4 separate regions of the Mus musculus genome follow, and all the other regions are linked to region 1. A link is a contact called in public HiCAR-type and promoter capture Hi-C data. All regions are on one chromosome and are shown on one strand. Each heading gives the region's core, a stretch centred on a gene start, on an enhancer-like site or on the middle of the called end of the contact. The rest is flanking DNA. Distances are from core to core; before and after follow the strand shown.

Region 1 (4,103 bases), core at 1,462-3,961:
ATCCCAGGGAACACTCAAGACTCTGTGCCAGTTCCCAGGGTGGCAGCTTTGCCTGAACTGAACACAGGAGGAATGGTTTGGGGATCCTGCACCATTCCAGGATTGATTTTTCTGGAATTGTTACCATAATCATTGACATCTCTTACCGAACAACATAGTTTCCAGTCGCTTAACTCTCTTTAAGAAAAGGTATTTTAGGAAGGTATATGTGTGTACATCCAAGAGGGAAGTGTGTGTGTGTGTGTGTGTGTGTGAATGCGAATGTGAATGAGGATGGAGAAGCCAAATATTTGAAGCCAAACTGCATGACATGGCAAGGCTCTCAAAAAGGAGTCGAGTCGGGCTTGGGGTCACTGGTGATTGCAGAGGTTTTTAAATAGCTCCTCCCACCAATGGCAGGATGGGAACTGGCAAGGGGCAGAGAGTGGGGATGGGAAGGCATTTGTTCCCAAGGTGTTGAACTCAGTGGGGAAATCATGATTTCCCTTGACCCTGTTTCATATCTTAGAGGGAAAAGTTTATTTGGCTCCATTAGGAATTAATTAAAAGACAACCCGTGTCCTGCTGCTGCCTGGTCTTGCATTTACAGGATTTTCAGCCAAGAAGAAAATGTATTTTTGAAAGAGCAGCGTCTGGCCTCATCCCTCACTAATTGACACTCCATCTGCCGATGCCGGTGTTTTTCCTTCCCATTCTCCCCTCTCCCCAGGAAGAAGCAATAGAGCTCATGTTTGGTAACTGCTAAAATCTTTTTAAGAGGAAAAAAAAGTATAATAAAGACTTCAGCTCCTTGGCCTACTTAATTGGTTCCTACAGAATGAGTTTAACTTGTGTGTTTGTCTTAAGCTAGGATGCATGTCCCCACATAGCAGACATCCAGAGACCTCTGGGTACATTTTTTTAAAATGTTCATTTGAATGTTGAATTTGAAAGTGCCAATGTAAGATATCCATGTGGATGTTTGGGACTCTTCAGTGATTTTTTTAAAAGCCCAAATGTTTCTGATACACAGCTATGAACATTATAGCACTTTGGGCAAGCAATTCCCTCAGCATACTAGAGAGGCAGTAAGATCATTAGCTCCTGATGAGCAAATTTAACTTAATGGTAGGTTGATAGCATGTTATATCAAAATTGGCCAAGTAGGGAATAAAGACCCAAGTTTCATTGACAACCGCTGGAGAAAGTGTGTGCTTTCAGATCCAGGGAAGTCTCCCTCTGGGCATGCCCTGAGATAGTCATTGAATGGTGCTGGAAGTTTTCAGTCATTGAATGGTGCTGGAAGTTTTCATGCAGGCAGGGGATTTTTAAAGCAATAAACCGGGGTTGAACACAAGTGTCATCAAGTACCATTACCTACCCAAAGCTTGCTCTTTATTTCGTCTGTGTGTTTCCCTCCTACGATGCAGCTCACACGGTGGTGGCAGTGTGCTAAGTTTCATCTCTGTCTTAAAGATAGTCAAGTGTTCTTTTGGGCCACATTTTCAAACTTACAGAAAGTAAAGAAGACCCCAAAGCAGCTAGCGCGGGCTGAATGCCGGTTGATACTTTGAGAAGGTGGTGGCACTTCGGAGAATGACTTGTGTGGCTGGAGATGGCAAGAAGCAAGACAGCTATGCTGGATGGGGAGGGACTTACCTCCAGGAGTCTCACTTTTAAAACCATTCCTTTGGGGTTGAAGAGATGGCTATTCTTCCGAAGGAAGACCCAGAACCCACATGGTAGCTCACAACGAGCACAACTCAGGGGATCCAGCATTCTCTGGCCTCTGTGTGTATGTCTGATTGCTCATAGTGCACAGGCATACATGCCGACAAGCATACACATGAAATATATCTTAAAGAGTTTTTGCTGAACTAGAGCTAAAAAATAGTGTTGATTCTTTGGATTTTGCAGTAGTCAGGAGAACATCAAGGAGTCAGTTTTCTTTTCTTTGATACCAAGTGTTCTCTAAACTTAGTGGGCAGGGAAAGGAAGTGAGGATGTAGTCACCCGTCTTTTATAGCACTCAACCATCTAGCATGCACCCACTGTATACTCTGTACCCTTCCTGTCATATTTCAGACGACAATAAGAACTCAAAAGAGGCTCAGTAATTTGAGCTTAGACAGGCTAGCCTGATCCACATCAGGAATATACTTAACAGGAATGAAAAATGGGATATGTCTTGTCTTCCTGTCCTTTGCCTCCAGCTCAAGCCGAACAACAGAGAACATCCTGGGACTTTAAAATGCTGCTCTTGGGGTCTACCCCCCGAGTCTGGAGCATCAACCATTCTAAGCTGTCTGTGAATATCAGTGAGTTTTACTAAATAAATGGTTAATTGTTACTGCCTCCAAAATGTTGGCTTTGTTTTCGAATAATGTGTCCCTACTTGTATATTTTGTTGACGTTAGATCTCAAATTCAGAAGAGATAGTTAATATCAATGGGGGAGGGAAACGAGAACTAATAAACAGTATCTTCTTTAGTAACAAAAAGGTCAAGAGGACAGCCTCAACCTGTCTGCTGTCTGTGGAGGCGGAGCGAGGCCTGAGCAGGTCACGCCTCTCAGCACGCCCCTGCCTTGCGCCACGCCCCCTGCTGCTCTCCAGAGCGAATCTATGCTGCCCCCTGGTGGCCGCGGCTGCGCAGTGCGTCCCCTTGAGCCGCGGCTGCGGCTGCGCAGTGCCGCCCTCTGGCGGCTCGGCTCCTTCCTCCCGCCCATCGGCTTCTGCTTGCGGGCCTTTCAAACATGGAGGAGCGCGAGTGGGGGGCGAGGTCGGCTCGCGCCGGCAGCCCAGCCAGCCCGCCCAGCCCGCGGCTGGACGTCAGCTCCTACAGCTTCGACCCGCTGCTGGCCTTGTACGCACCTCGCCTGCCGCCCATTCCCTACCCCAACGCGCCCTGCTTCAACAACGTGGCGGAGTACGAGAGCTTCCTGAAGGGCGGGCGCACCGGGCGCGGTCGGGCTCGGGGCACGGGGGAGCCGGCCTCGGCGGGAACCTCCACCGGAACCTCCACGGGAGCCGGGAGCTCGTCCAGGGCCCGTCGCCGCGCCGCGCCCACCCCGGATCCCGAGCGCATCCAGCGCCTGCGCCGGCTCATGGTGGTCAAGGAGGACACGGACGGCACGGCCGGAGCGCGACGCCAGGGCCCGGGGCGCAGCAAGAAGGCACCCCGCAATGTGCTTACGCGGATGCCTTGTGAGTGCTGTGGGGCGGCCGGAGGTCTAGGCAGGGCTTGCAAAGGGCGTCTGCGGGAGTCTCGAGGGCCGTGGGGGCGCGGGCACGGTCACCTGTGAGTCACAGAGACTGTGCACGAGTTGAGGAACAGGGAGAGTGACGACCCACGGCGGTGGGGATGAGGTGGGGGTGGGGGAGATCTGCACAGGCTATCATGTCCGGAGGAATGTCCCCCAGGTAGTGAGGAGCTGCAGAGGGGCTGCGGTAGTGATGAGGCTTACGGAGCGATTGTAGGGCTTGTAGACAGTTTGGGGGGATGGGGCGAACATCAGAGGTCTGCAGAAATGATGAGAGGTCTTGGGGACCACTGCAGGGAGTTGAGGAGGTGTACAGAAGTTGTGTTGGAGCACAGCCAGTCTGAAGGTGTGTGGGATTTGAGGGTCAGGTGGAGAGTGAGGAGATGGATATGTTCACATAATAGCACAAGAGACGTCTCCTATCCCAGCATGGGAACTGACAGCCCCGCCTGGGGTGCCGTTTCCGCCTGGGCTGCAGGGACTTGATCGGCTTGTGTTCACATTAAATCACTAGTGTTGGAGTGCCGCAGACACAGAATGCTACCAAAACACAGGTGCGGTTTTACAGCTACTGGCTGGCTGGGGCAGGACTATCTGTCAGGCTCAGGTTACCCTGTGTGCAGGTTGTTTTAAAATTCTAAAGGTAGAAATGGCACAAGAGAATTTCTTGCAGCTTCCTAATAGATCCGCAGGATGAATGAAGCCTTAAACAGCAAAGGTTCTAATGTGCTATTTAGATCTTGTTTAAATGGAATAAAAACAGCCTAGGGCTATATCAAATAGTTATGACATCTGCCCTGTGAACATAATGACCTACTTAGCCAGTCATAGCTTCTGTAGCCTGCTAATTAAATCGTTACAAT
Region 2 (3,833 bases), core at 916-3,415, 1.2 Mb after region 1:
CTAGCAAAGCTACAAGGGCATATAAAAATCAACTGTGAGAGGAAAAGACCCCCGTGGGCAGCGCCTGGAAGCTGAATTCCCCTCATAAGAGAAAGGAAGAGGGACTTCCAGTCATGTTTGCGCTTGCAGGAGCTTTACAGTGGGGAGTAGAGAATAAGATGGGGGGTGAGTCACAGCACTGAGACCACAAAAATAATAGTGTGTGTGTCTGTGTGTGTGTGTGTGTGTGTGTGTGTGTGTGTGTGTGTGTGTGTGTGTATGTTTGTGTGTGTCTGTCTATCTGTCTGTCTGTCCATAGGCATGCATGACCATGAAAGCCAGAAGTCAGTATCAGGGGACATCCTCTCTCTCCATCTTATTTTTTAGGACAGTAAACTTGGAACTCGTGGAATCATCTAGACTAGGTGGCCAATGAGCCTCTGAGATCTCCTGCCTCCACCTCCTGGCCATGGCTTATGACACAGGCTGCCACTTCTGTCATGTTCCATGTGTACTGAGAATCTGAACCCAGGTCCTTGTGCTTGTGTAGCAAGTTCTGTACCTACTGAGCCATCTCCCTAGTCTCCAAAGGAGCTTTTAGGAAGAGGTTTTGGTCAAAGTGTCAGAGTTGGGAGGAGTTTCCTCTTCCGGTCTTGTAGAGGTGGAAAGGGAAGGAGGCCACTGAGCCATCCCTGAGGTCAACTTCTCATCTGTGCGTTGGGAATAACAATGCCTAAACCTTATTCTTAAGAAAAGTAAGTTCGGGCTGGTGAGATGGCTCAGCGGTTAAGAGCACCGACTGCTCTTCCAAAGGTCCTGAGTTCAAATTCCAGCAACCACATGGTGGCTCACAACCATCCGTAACAAAAATCTGATGCCATCTTCTGGAGTGTCTGAAAACAGCTACAGTGTACTCACATATAAAAAAATAAATAAATAAATCTTTTTTTAAAAAGAAAGAAAAGTAAGTTCATATTTAGATGGTAATTTGGTGAGGAAAGCCGTTGGGTATGTCTCAGGAAATAGCCTGCTGAGGAAAGCCTGCGAATCCAGATTCTCTATAATCAGATTATGGAAGGAAGGAAGGGAGGGAGGGAGGGAGGGAGGAAGGAAGGAAGGAAGGAAGGAAGGAAGGAAGGAAGGAAGGAAGGAAGGAAGGAATTAAGAAACAAAACAACAACAACAACAAAACCAACCAAATTTGGGAGCTAGGCTGACAAGATAAGCGAATAGCTGGCAAACATGACGTGAACTCGCTTTGTGGTATCAAACTCCAGGACTCGGCACCTGTTCTTTCTTTGCTTCCTTCACTGGGGTCACCAGTCGACTCCCAAGAGCAGGTTCGAAGAGGACCCGTGCTACAACAACAGAGGCTCTGCTAGCCAGGCATGTGAACCACAGGAAGCAATGAAGAGACCCGCCTCGAAGACATGGAATATGAAGCTACCTGAGTTTACCCTGTAACCTCCACATGCCTAGATCCATACCCACCACATACTACACATATGCACACATGCAGGAAAGAAGAAGGAAGATGAGAATTGCCCCTAAGCCTCCAGGGAACTTTTTCTGGGGGTGAGGGGGGGGGGTGGGAAAGAAGTACTACAAAAGGCAAGGGGGAAGACGGGCAAAGATGTCCTTTTAAAGATACTACAGGTGGCCTCAAAGCCTGAAGAGGATAAGCTCTGGGACAAAAAATCTGACTTCTCAAAAGCTCAACAAGCCATTACCTAGTCCATATTAGCCTCTAAGAGCTAAGCCCCTGGGGTGCCCTCTCACCCCCACCTCAGCAAAGTCAGGGAGAATTTAGACTGTTTTCAAATTGCTGCCCAGTGTTGAGAGAGGGGTCATCTAAAGCTAGAATAGAGTCCTTCTGCTACAGAAGAGAGCAGAAGGGTGCTTATATATTCGAGACAAGACATATGAATGTGGATATCTTATGTCTCTTCCTTGATCAACTTGCTAATTGCTGCAGTGATCTTTAACCTTTCTCTCAGAGATCCACACAGACTTCTCTCCTGAATGAAACTTGAGCTAACACAAAAGCCAAGGTGTGGCTGTTGTGTCTGTGTGACAGGCTGATGACCTTTGCTGGAAAGGTGCTTATCATGCCAGGCCATTGTCTTGCCTGGCCACTTCAATCTGCATTCACAGCTGCTCTCTCTCTCCCTCCCTATCTTTCCCCTGCCCAGCTGGGCTTCCTGTCACTCAAAGCTCAGCTGACTTCTTTGCATTCACCCCACCCAAGGAGGCATACACTGCCTCGCCTATCGGGATCCACAATTGTCCCTTAGCTAGAAAGATAGTTCAGGGGGAACAGAACTATAAAACGGGATCAGAAAGGAAGAGCTGTAGTGAGTGAAACGGTTTTATTCCAAAATCACATCTTTATGAGTCAAGGGCAGACTTGCATGAAAGGACATGCTAGAGAAGCCATGCTTTAAAAGATGAACATGGAACTGCAATGGTTTTAGGATTTTATTCAGAAAATTCTGGCAGACCTAGGGTATCCAAGCAAATGACAAGCAAACAGGGAGGGTTTGGGCAATGTCCCCCAACTTCAATGGCTTCCCTTCTTCCTCAAAGGAAAATCCTAAGGCCTTTGTGTGACTTGTGGGACCCAAGAAAGGAATACATGAGGCTTCCTCGCACTCTTTTACTTCCCCATTCATCTCCCTTGTTTCTCTCCAAGATACTCTTTTATGACCTACATCCTCCTAACAATATCTTCACAACCAACAAATGGTTACCCTAGTCTGTCTGCTTTCCAGTTACTTTAACTGGATGGCAGCCTCTGGCTCAGAGGGACCAATGAAACCATAGCCTTGTCTTTGGAGGAATATGAACTTGAGGCAGAAAGTCTGGCAAAACCACACAAAACTTTGGTGAGCGAGTTCCCTGTCTCAAGTAAGCTCAGGCAGCGATTCTGCTTTTACACTGTGGAAATTCTCAGTTGTCACTTAAGAGGCACTACCAAAATCTGCAACCCTGAACTGCTTCCCCTTGATGATAAGCCTCAATTTCTACCATTTTGCATAATTTTTTCAAGCTTATTGGTGAGAGAAAAAAAAAAGCCCTCCTCATTGGAAATAAACACAGTTTAGAGATTTTCTTTGTAGACAATCTCTTGAATACACACACACATTATCTCCCTGATAGGCAATAATGGCTCTTTAAGGCGCTGTCATGATCAATCGTAAAAATACATATTTAGAACACGTTAAAATGTGTGTATTATAAAAATGTTTTTAAATGAAAACTATTTACCCAAAAGACTATAATGGTTTTGAAGAGTATTTTGTAAATCCATACTTGAGACTTTAAGGGAAAATAAAAGATTTCTGACCTGGGAGATCATAAAGGCTTTACTGAAACCATTAATGTTTATTGTTGCTCAAGAGCTAAAACTGTTTCAGGGAACATGTATACAGCCCAAAGAAAAAACATCACATCTTCTTAAAAAGGGGTCTTCCTTGTACCATTCTGAACTGCCCCAAAAGCAGACAGACATCAGTCCATTATACTAACTAATGGCACACTTAGAAGAAAACGCCATTCAGAGATGGTAGCCTCAGGACTTTGACTAATGGGTATTGTTTAATGGTCAAAGACCCCATCAGCTCTGGTCACCAACAAAACTTCCTTAAGAGTAGTGCATTAAGACCTTGGTCACTGGGGGAAATCTGATAGAATAAACTGGAACTTTATCCCTTTTGATCCCAAGCCTGGTTCTGGAGAAAACAAAAGATTAATGACATCATTGAAAACCTAGTCTCCTAAACCACCCGTTTCTCCTTCTGCAGCCCAGATTCAAATAAACAAACACACCAGCAAACTATAGACAACTCATCTGA
Region 3 (3,929 bases), core at 1,406-3,905, 1.4 Mb after region 1:
CATCCACAATTAGGAAGTGAATATCCCCCAAATTCCTTGCCAAGAGCTGGTAACACCAGGGAGTGGAGGCGGGGGGGGGGGGGGGGGGGGCGGGGGAGGCAACTCTGAAGCAGGGAGCCGTCCACACAAAAGCAGCCAGCCAGGAAGCTAAGCAACTCCACTCTCGTGGTCCATGTGTGAGCGGCAGGCAGTTCCAGCACTTCAAAAAAAGTGATGTGACACCGACAAAGAGGACTCTCGGACCCCACCCAGGAGAGCAGACATGGCAGGAGGGTGGCACAAGCTGACTGTGCCAAACTTGGTTTTCCCGGGGTGGCCCTGAGGACTGTGAGGCTACAAAAGACAGAGTCCAGTTCAGGAGCACAGAGAAGGATGGACAGGGACAGGGACAGGCCCGGGGCCATACTCCTTCTCAGTGCACTCAAGGGTTACTAACATACAAAAAGTGTTCTCAGAACTCGTTTAAAGAGTGGAAGCTTTATGTTGCTATGAGAAATCATGGTAGTTTTATAAACACACACAAACACCCACCCACAGCATCTGCACTCCCATGCAGCCCTAAAAGCATTTCTGCATATACACTGCCACTATCTATGGCTGGCTGCCACCAGCCTACACTCCCAGTGAGTTTACTCGGGGCCTGGTTGCAGCTGTTGCCAGGTAACTTTGTCTACACCTCCAGGAGTGCAGCTTAGTGCTAAATGCTGCAACTCAGTCCCCCTGACAGTCCCCAGGTGACTGGGGACCAAACTCACTATGTTCCCAAGATGACATATCTTTCACTTGTACTACAGGGTAACCATCATCTCGGTCTGGGGCCAGAGCTGTATGGATGGCAGGCAGTCTGTCTACCCTCAATAGGACCCTTCCGCCTGCTTCTACCACCACTTTCCGAACCCCACAGGACTGAAAGTCTCTGATAGAGAGCAGCATTCTGTCACCCACCATGAAGTCTGGATGCTTCTTCCCCACCCAGAAGATATTAAGAAGAGTCAAAATCTTGGCACAGCACTTTTCTGAAGTTGCTGACTCCTGGTTGCTAGGATATATTTAATCACACATACACATGAACACTGTGTCTGTGTGTGTAGTCAGTAATAATATAAAATACACCTAACCTGTTTTTCCTTTATTTATGGGTGAGCAATAATGTTGGAAACAATAATAATTAGAACTTGAAAGACTATATTAAAACTGAACTTAGAACTAAAATGGATATGTTTATATCAGGGCTTTATTACTCTAATCTATGAGCCCCATTATCCCTTTCCAATCCAGAGATTAATTGTGCCCGGAAATTTACACTGTGACTGGTGCATGCTGCGGCCCCGAGGTCTACCCCGCCTGACCTATCAGCAGACTCCCCCTGAGCAGGTCACCTGGTAACAGATGGCGCAGATGTCGTTGTGTTTCTCCAGCTGCTCCTGCGTCGCGACAGGGAGAGACTTAATCTTATTCACAGCGTCCCTGCGCAGAAGGAAACTCTTCCAGCCCAGCTGGGCACGAAGCCACACGTTGTAGTAGGAATGGATGAAGATGATCATGGAGCCCATCACAGTCCACTCTCCAAAGATGGTCTCTGAGACGCCGTAGGCCACCACACAGAGGGCCACAACAAACTCCAGCAGACGATAAGTGCCATTCACGTAGTAGATGACGTCATCCATGTTTTCCACGGGCTCTTTGCGGAATTCCTCAACCATAAATAAGACGTAAATAAAAAGTGTTCCCAGAACCTGGGGAGGGAAGAGTATGTATATTAAGATAAATGTGATCATAAGAAAAGCATTCTCCCTGAGTTTAAAATAATAACACATGAACTCTTGGTACCCACTGAAGGCTGTGTGTGGGTGACAGTGACCAGTTACTGAGAGAGCAGACGCTGCACCTTCAGAAGCAGTGTTCAGTCTCCTCAGGCCCACCCGACCTTCCTCATTCCTCATCCGTCCAGTCCTTGTCTCTCAAAACACTTCACCTCTACAAGGAACAGGGCTGAAAGCATCGTTTCCAGAACCACATTTCCTGTCACCTCTTACTGGCCAGGCAGCAGAGACCTCTGCAAAAAAGCTTGCTGCATCCTGGTGATGTTGTTCATACATATGAAACACATGTCTGTCTGTGTGGCACATACATTAGCTATGTATGTTTATGGCACACATCATGCATGTGCATATGTGAGTTGTATAGATTTATATTACAAGGGTATTTTGAGTAGACATTTACTTTGAAAAGCCCATTCTAAACAAGCTCTAAGATATTTCAGTGTTATGGTTTTTTGGCAATTTAAAAAAGAACGTTACCATTTTGAAAAAACAAACAAACAAACATGTGCAAGTCTTAATTACATTTTCTGTTGTTGCTGCTTTGCTTTGTTTTGCCTGTCTTTGTGCACTTTTTGCCATGATGGCTTTAAAAATAAAGGAGGAGGCCTCTAGGCTCTCCCTCCCACAGCCAAGAAAGTAGGCAGTGATGGAAGGCAACCCCAACAGCCTGGAAAAGAAAGCTTGCCCAGGAGGCACAAGCTTGGGTGCTCTGCCACCACTAAGCTCCCTGAGCCAGAGCGGAGTCAGCCATGAAGACTAAAGAAGGCACAGTGCACTGTGTTCCCCGCCAACCCGTGGATGTCAGGGCCAACAAACCCCAGAGCAAACCGCCCGAGAAAACCTCCTCCGCCCTGCTCAGTCTGGACAGGGAGAAGGCACGTGTGTAGCGGGCTCATGATTGTGATGATGTGGATTTTGCCAACAAAACTGGGATCACCTAAACTCAGTCCAGATGGCTAATTCTAAATACTTTTTTCACCATAATAAAAGTAAAGCCAAAGGCTTTTTGTCATCACCACAAATGGAACACCACCCGGGTTAAGTAACGTTTACTAAAACTAGTATCTTCATGACATGCAAGTCTCATACTTGCAATCATGAAGACAGTTTTGACCACATGACAGTTTCGCATTTTCATATCACACTTCATCAGTATGCAGGATGCTCTAATAAAGAACGCAGAGTGGCAGGAGCCCGAAGCCACTCACTCATCTCAGAACACAGGCCACCAGGGGCACAGCGTCACTGTGAGGCTCACCTGGAGAGAGGTAAGGATGCTGCTGGAGATGATGATGAGAAGCCAGAAGTCCATGTGGAAGAACTGGCAAATCATGTAGGCCATATACGCAGGGAACACGAGGAGGAACAAGCAGAGGCTCACAGCACGGAAGTGTTTCCACAAACTCCTGGACAAGGCACAAGAGTCTTACAGTCAAGCCGTTCACAAACTGATTCCTCACCACGGCGGTGAGGGCACAACAGCGGTTCCTTAGTTCTGGAGTCACTTGTGGTGGGTTAGGTTTTCTCATGGCTTTTCCGTTCACTATAGCTACCAGTGTCCTTCTATAAACCACTAAGGGTGGAGCATACAGGGTCGGGGCACCCAGTGGTCTACTTTTGTTTTCCTCCCACAGCCAAGAGGGAACCCTGCTTTAGCGAATGCTGCTCCAACCACAAGTAATGCTAGCAGAGACACCAACTCCAGCAATAGCCCAGACCCTCAGGCAAGGCTCTGAGTCAGCTTCTGGTGGCGAAGGACCAAAAGTGAGCCTGACACAGCACCCTGAAGGGATGCAGAACCATACCAGTTCTTATGGAGCAATCGGGATCTTTCTCATCAGCTTTTATAAACGTTCTATAGTGTTCTAGCACACCCATCAATATGCAAAATTACTTAATGTACTCTTTAAAAGACACTTTCAGAATCAGCAGATATGAAGTATAGCCAAGTGCAGGTAGCAGTGTGCACGGGCTCTCCACCTGACAGGCTTTATGGAGAAACCGCCAACTTGAAATCTAGCCCCAGTAACTGGGATTCACTACACTCACTGAGACTGACACACGGCCAGGAGCTGGAGGCACAGGAAACTGACTTTTTCAGCCACG
Region 4 (4,086 bases), core at 720-3,219, 1.1 Mb after region 1:
TGTGTTAGGTAGATGTAGACCTATTTGTGTGCCCCATGGTGTAGAGAGTGTTACTTTGGTGTTTCATTTTCTCTTCCTGCCCTGGTCTGCTTCCCACATCAGCGCTTCTGCTATGACTGGCCTGCACATATGCTACAGAAGGATCTTAAAAGCTGTGCCACTGTCCTGCCAACTTGCATTGGGCAGGGAAGCTACAAAGCCCTACGATCCTCAGACTGCCCCCTTCCCTACACACAAAGTTGTTAAAATCCTTCGGATGGCGTCATATTCATCTGATAAGGGTGATGATCACCCAATTTCTATAAAGTTTCATTTCTGCCCACTGAGTATTTCAGGTTGCAATACTGGCCCAGGGAGCTGGAGATGAGGTGCCCGATAGCGAGATGTGATACCAAGAGTTTTTATCTTAACCCAGAAAAGCACCTTCCCATGTATCACTACTCAAGCCAAGTAACTCACCCTTGGGATTGAGCATAGACCTGGCTTTTCAGTTTGCCTTTGAGTAATGTCGTCAATTTGTTTCAACTGGAGCAAGTTTTACATTACGGGCTCAAATAGCAAGAGCCTCTACTTCTGAAGTCCACTCCGCAGAGAGAGCGGCTTTGACTTGACAATGGGAAAGAACAGTAGCCATGTGTTAGCAACTGTGTTAGCAACTTGGAAGTTTAAAGAGTGCAGAAACCAACTTGACTCTTCATTTAGCCACACCCAACTCCTTAACAGTTGGCCTCAGTTTCCCTTATTTTTAAGTGGATTCTATAACTGCATTGCCCTCCCCTGGCTGTTAAGAGCATTAAAAAAATATTTTTTTTCCCAAAACACTCATCACTAGACCACATGCACCAGCAGCAAAATCAGCATCCCTAGAGACACAGGCCCAGATCTGTAGTGTGCAATCTATTGGACCAGGAGCTGTAGCACTCACCACAAGATTGGAAAGGAAACAATGGACTTCTTTGTCCAACCAAAAGAGAGACACTAACACATGTAAAATTTCTAAGTTCACTTCTCAGAAGCAATTCTTAGACCTACACCACCCTTCTCCCCTCAAATGTCTAATGGTCTATCCCAATGTAATAGTCAAACAACCTATTGACTTTTTTTCGTCTTCACTTCACTAACTGCTACTCATTCAAATATGAGAAGCTTCCCGACTCCTCAGACTCTGCTGGGTCCCTTGTATTAAGCCTTCTTAGCAACCTGTATTTCTCTTTCACAGCCCTTATCAACATTGCCAATTAAATCATCGAGATTATCATTGTTTCCTGCATATGAATTGGTATGTACACATAGCTGTGTACCTCGTCATGTTAGTGCTGGCCCCGGCTTTGCTCTCCTCTGCCCCTCTCTTATCTAATATAGTAGGCAGAGAGCCGGTAAATATTTGTTGACCAGATAAACGACCGAATGGAAAGCAAATGAGCAATCATTGATGGTCTGATGTTGTGAAAGAACTGAAGTGGGTGGAGTAAAAGTTGAGGATCCTTCCAGCCTGCACTAACAAACCACCTCTTACAAAGCTGGGCAGCTCATGCCTGTGAATGTGGCATCTAGGAGGTAGGAGCAGGAAGAGCAGGGAGTTCAAGGCCAGCTTTGACTATATAGCCTGGGCTCCGGGAGACCCTGTCTCCAAAGAACAAGAAACAAACAAAACAAACGATTGCCGCTATACCCACAATGTGCTTCCTCCATGGATAAGAGACCACGTAGAGTCCTGTTTCCTGGGCTGCGCTGGCCTCGGTTCAAGCAGCTGGTACCCCATTCTCTTGGGAGTTAAAATTAGTATCAGTAACCCACACACAGCCATACCCCCTCACACCCCATCCCACCCCCACCCCATGAAGAAGACTCTAATCATGCAAGGACCCAGGTGGGGCTTTCTGACAGATTTAAAGTTAGAAGGGAAGGTAGCAGACACCGGAAGGTAGCAGCCACCGGCTTCCGGAGGCACCAGGACTTCCTGCCTTTAAGCCGTGCTGGGTTCCTGTCCTGCCTTCCCCACCCTTCCCCCACGCATCAGCCTCAACAGAGTTGCTGCTCTCTCTGCCATTTGAACTCAAATCCTATCTCGGAAATTGATGGGTGATGCTGCCCTTGACAACACAGTGTCAGCTTAACTCAGTGTCCAGCTGGTTCTGTGCACATTATCATAATGCGCTGCCTGGGCGGGCGCTGCCTGGGCGGACTCTGCTCGATGCTTGCTCTTGCTTCGTGTCCTTCTCTGCCTTCTGACATACAGAGATTGCTTGTTTAAAAATAAAAATAGAGACAATATCTTAGGAGAGGTTTTGATTTTTAGAATTTCTCTAGAACAGAAACTCTACCTTAATGGCAAAATGAACCTAAAAAGCTTTCTTTCAACCAACAACAACAAAAAAAAAAGACAAACAACAAACAAAAACACAGGGTTTATTGGGAAAAAATAAAAATGAATATTTCCCAGGGCCTTACATGTTTCCTATTAAATTGAATGAATTATTATTTTTTATCTTTAAAGCCTTTCTAACAGCATGCTTCAAACTTAAGTCATAATTTTGCTACATTCCAGTACCATGTAGGCAATTACTTACTTGATTTTATCGAGTTGTGATTTTTATTTTAACCATCTAATACTTTCTCTAAGCTTGATCTTACCCTAAGCACTAATGTCCATGAGATCACCGTTTTGAAGTAACAGCTGTGGTTTTTTTCCCTAATGGATTAAGATAGGCATATAGCTATTGTAAGATATCTTAAGTCATGCATGGGGATATATACCTGTACCCTGCAACTCAGGGACAGAGGTAGATGGATTATGAGTTTGGAGCCAGCCTAGGCTGCTTAATGAGATCTTGGTGTGTGAGTTTGTATGTGTTCAGGTATGCATGCCCCTACATACGAATGGTCAAGCAGAATATCCATTGGGTATTTTTCTCTCACTTTCTGCCATATCCCCTTGAGACAGTCTCTCACTGAACTGAAAGCTTGACATTTTGACTATGCTAGCCTGTGAGTTTAACTCGGCAGAACTATCACCTCGGTGTTTGGGTCGCTACCCCGAAAAGCTGTGTCTGTAGTTCCTCACGAAGTCAGAGACATTCTCACAGAATCATCAGAGCTTGAAGGGCGATCCCAAACCTCCACTTAATGATGAGGGGACAAAGGGCCAGAGAATTCCTAGTCCATCCTCAAAGCCATGTATGAAAGCAAGAGAAAGCTCCATCTTAACAAATTTCCGTAAGTAAAACTGACAAAATAAAGAGAAAAATTAGAGATTGAAGAGATGGTACAGTGGTGTAGAGCACATACAGCTCTTGCAGAGGACTCAACTTCAGCTCTCTGCACTCACAGCTGGTAGCTCACAGCTGCCTGTAACTACACCTCCAGAGTAGCCTGAAGCTCTGGCCTCCTCAGGCACCCAAACTCACGTACCCACATACAGAAACACATGCATTAAAAAACATATAATTAAATCAAATGAATCTTTACTTCAGGCCTAACTGTTCCGACACACCACGTTATAAACAGGGGCTTAGGAACAGGACATGGAAGTGTTTATTTCCATATTGCCACTGCGTGATTCCTTTTGAATTCTCACATGAGGGAGTCTCCAATGAAAAGCCAGAGCAACGGAGGGCCCTGGCTTGGAACAATGAACTATACAAATGAACACAATTGGAATTGTGACACATGATTGATCAAATACAGAACAACAAACAAACAAAAAAATAGCTTCAAAAAAGTTTTGTCATCTCTGGCCAAAACAAGAACAGACCCCCACCACCACTCCTCAAATGAACACGTCACAGTGAACTTATTAAAATAAGTGCGGTCGCTCATTTATTAGATCCAACCAAATAATGAGTGCTGGAAGTTTCCCACAGTTGACCAGTAGGCCAAGACATTTTTATAAGAAAGGCTTTGAGCCCTTCAATTTTCCATATTGTTCCTAGCATGGAGTTTCCTAATCATACAGCTGTTGTCTTACACGTTTTCTAATGCTCTCTTGGTTTTCTCACGGTCTCCTTTCCCCACCTCATATATGCCAGAGAGTCCATATAATCCACAAGGTACTTAATGAGAGCTGACTCTGAACATCTCTGCAGG

The links. Promoter capture Hi-C pulls out the DNA fragments that hold promoters and counts their contacts. HiCAR-type assays count read pairs that join an accessible place to other places.
Region 2: a promoter capture Hi-C map of stem cell-derived epiblast-like cells shows a contact between it and region 1, with 4 times the contacts expected there. The contact joins the enhancer-like site here to the promoter of Lsm11 in region 1. A contact is called at or near these places in 5 of 39 promoter capture datasets (embryonic stem cells, hippocampal neurons, liver and 2 more) and 2 of 115 datasets of contacts at active chromatin or transcription factors (embryonic forebrain and stem cell-derived neural progenitor cells).
Region 3: a contact with region 1 is called in a HiCAR-type map of fibro-adipogenic progenitors, with 10 times the contacts expected there. The contact joins the enhancer-like site here to the promoter of Lsm11 in region 1. A contact is called at or near these places in 17 of 39 promoter capture datasets (the 3T3-L1 cell line, 3T3-L1-derived adipocytes, HPC-7-derived erythroid cells and 11 more), 10 of 115 datasets of contacts at active chromatin or transcription factors (acute myeloid leukemia, bone marrow-derived macrophages, double positive thymocytes and 7 more) and 2 of 9 other capture datasets (macrophages and pancreatic islet).
Region 4: a contact with region 1 is called in a promoter capture Hi-C map of pre-B cells, with 2.5 times the contacts expected there. The contact joins the enhancer-like site here to the promoter of Lsm11 in region 1. A contact is called at or near these places in 4 of 39 promoter capture datasets (the 3T3-L1 cell line, hippocampal neurons, liver and 1 more) and 4 of 115 datasets of contacts at active chromatin or transcription factors (embryonic forebrain, embryonic hindbrain, forebrain and 1 more).

The regions. Positions count from the first base shown.
Region 1 is chr11:45,943,543-45,947,645 of GRCm38.p6, reverse strand. Lsm11 (U7 snRNP-specific Sm-like protein LSM11) reads left to right here and starts at 2,711. Exons shown (of 4, transcript NM_028185.2): 1 at 2,711-3,184. The coding sequence starts at 2,734. It overlaps Thg1l (tRNA-histidine guanylyltransferase 1-like (S. cerevisiae)), which reads left to right. Exons shown (of 6, transcript NM_001080969.3): 6 at 1-2,341.
Region 2 is chr11:44,745,218-44,749,050 of GRCm38.p6, reverse strand. The region is part of intron 6 of Ebf1 (early B cell factor 1); the gene reads right to left. Among named protein-coding and RNA genes, the nearest start is that of Ebf1, 130 kb to the right of the region's middle. Within about 2 kb of position 2,165, at least 31 of the 459 cell types and tissues checked have an H3K27ac peak or open chromatin away from gene starts, as enhancers often do. A contact at or near this core is called in embryonic stem cells and stem cell-derived epiblast-like cells, where this site is marked.
Region 3 is chr11:44,559,272-44,563,200 of GRCm38.p6, reverse strand. It overlaps Rnf145 (ring finger protein 145), which reads right to left. Exons shown (of 11, transcript NM_028862.4): 9 at 3,082-3,229; 10 at 1,380-1,736. Among named protein-coding and RNA genes, the nearest start is that of 4930597A21Rik, 25 kb to the left of the region's middle. Within about 2 kb of position 2,655, at least 15 of the 459 cell types and tissues checked have an H3K27ac peak or open chromatin away from gene starts, as enhancers often do. A contact at or near this core is called in fibro-adipogenic progenitors and pancreatic islet, where this site is marked.
Region 4 is chr11:44,890,989-44,895,074 of GRCm38.p6, reverse strand. The region is part of intron 8 of Ebf1 (early B cell factor 1); the gene reads right to left. Among named protein-coding and RNA genes, the nearest start is that of Gm51859, 200 kb to the left of the region's middle. Within about 2 kb of position 1,969, at least 71 of the 459 cell types and tissues checked have an H3K27ac peak or open chromatin away from gene starts, as enhancers often do. A contact at or near this core is called in pre-B cells, where this site is marked.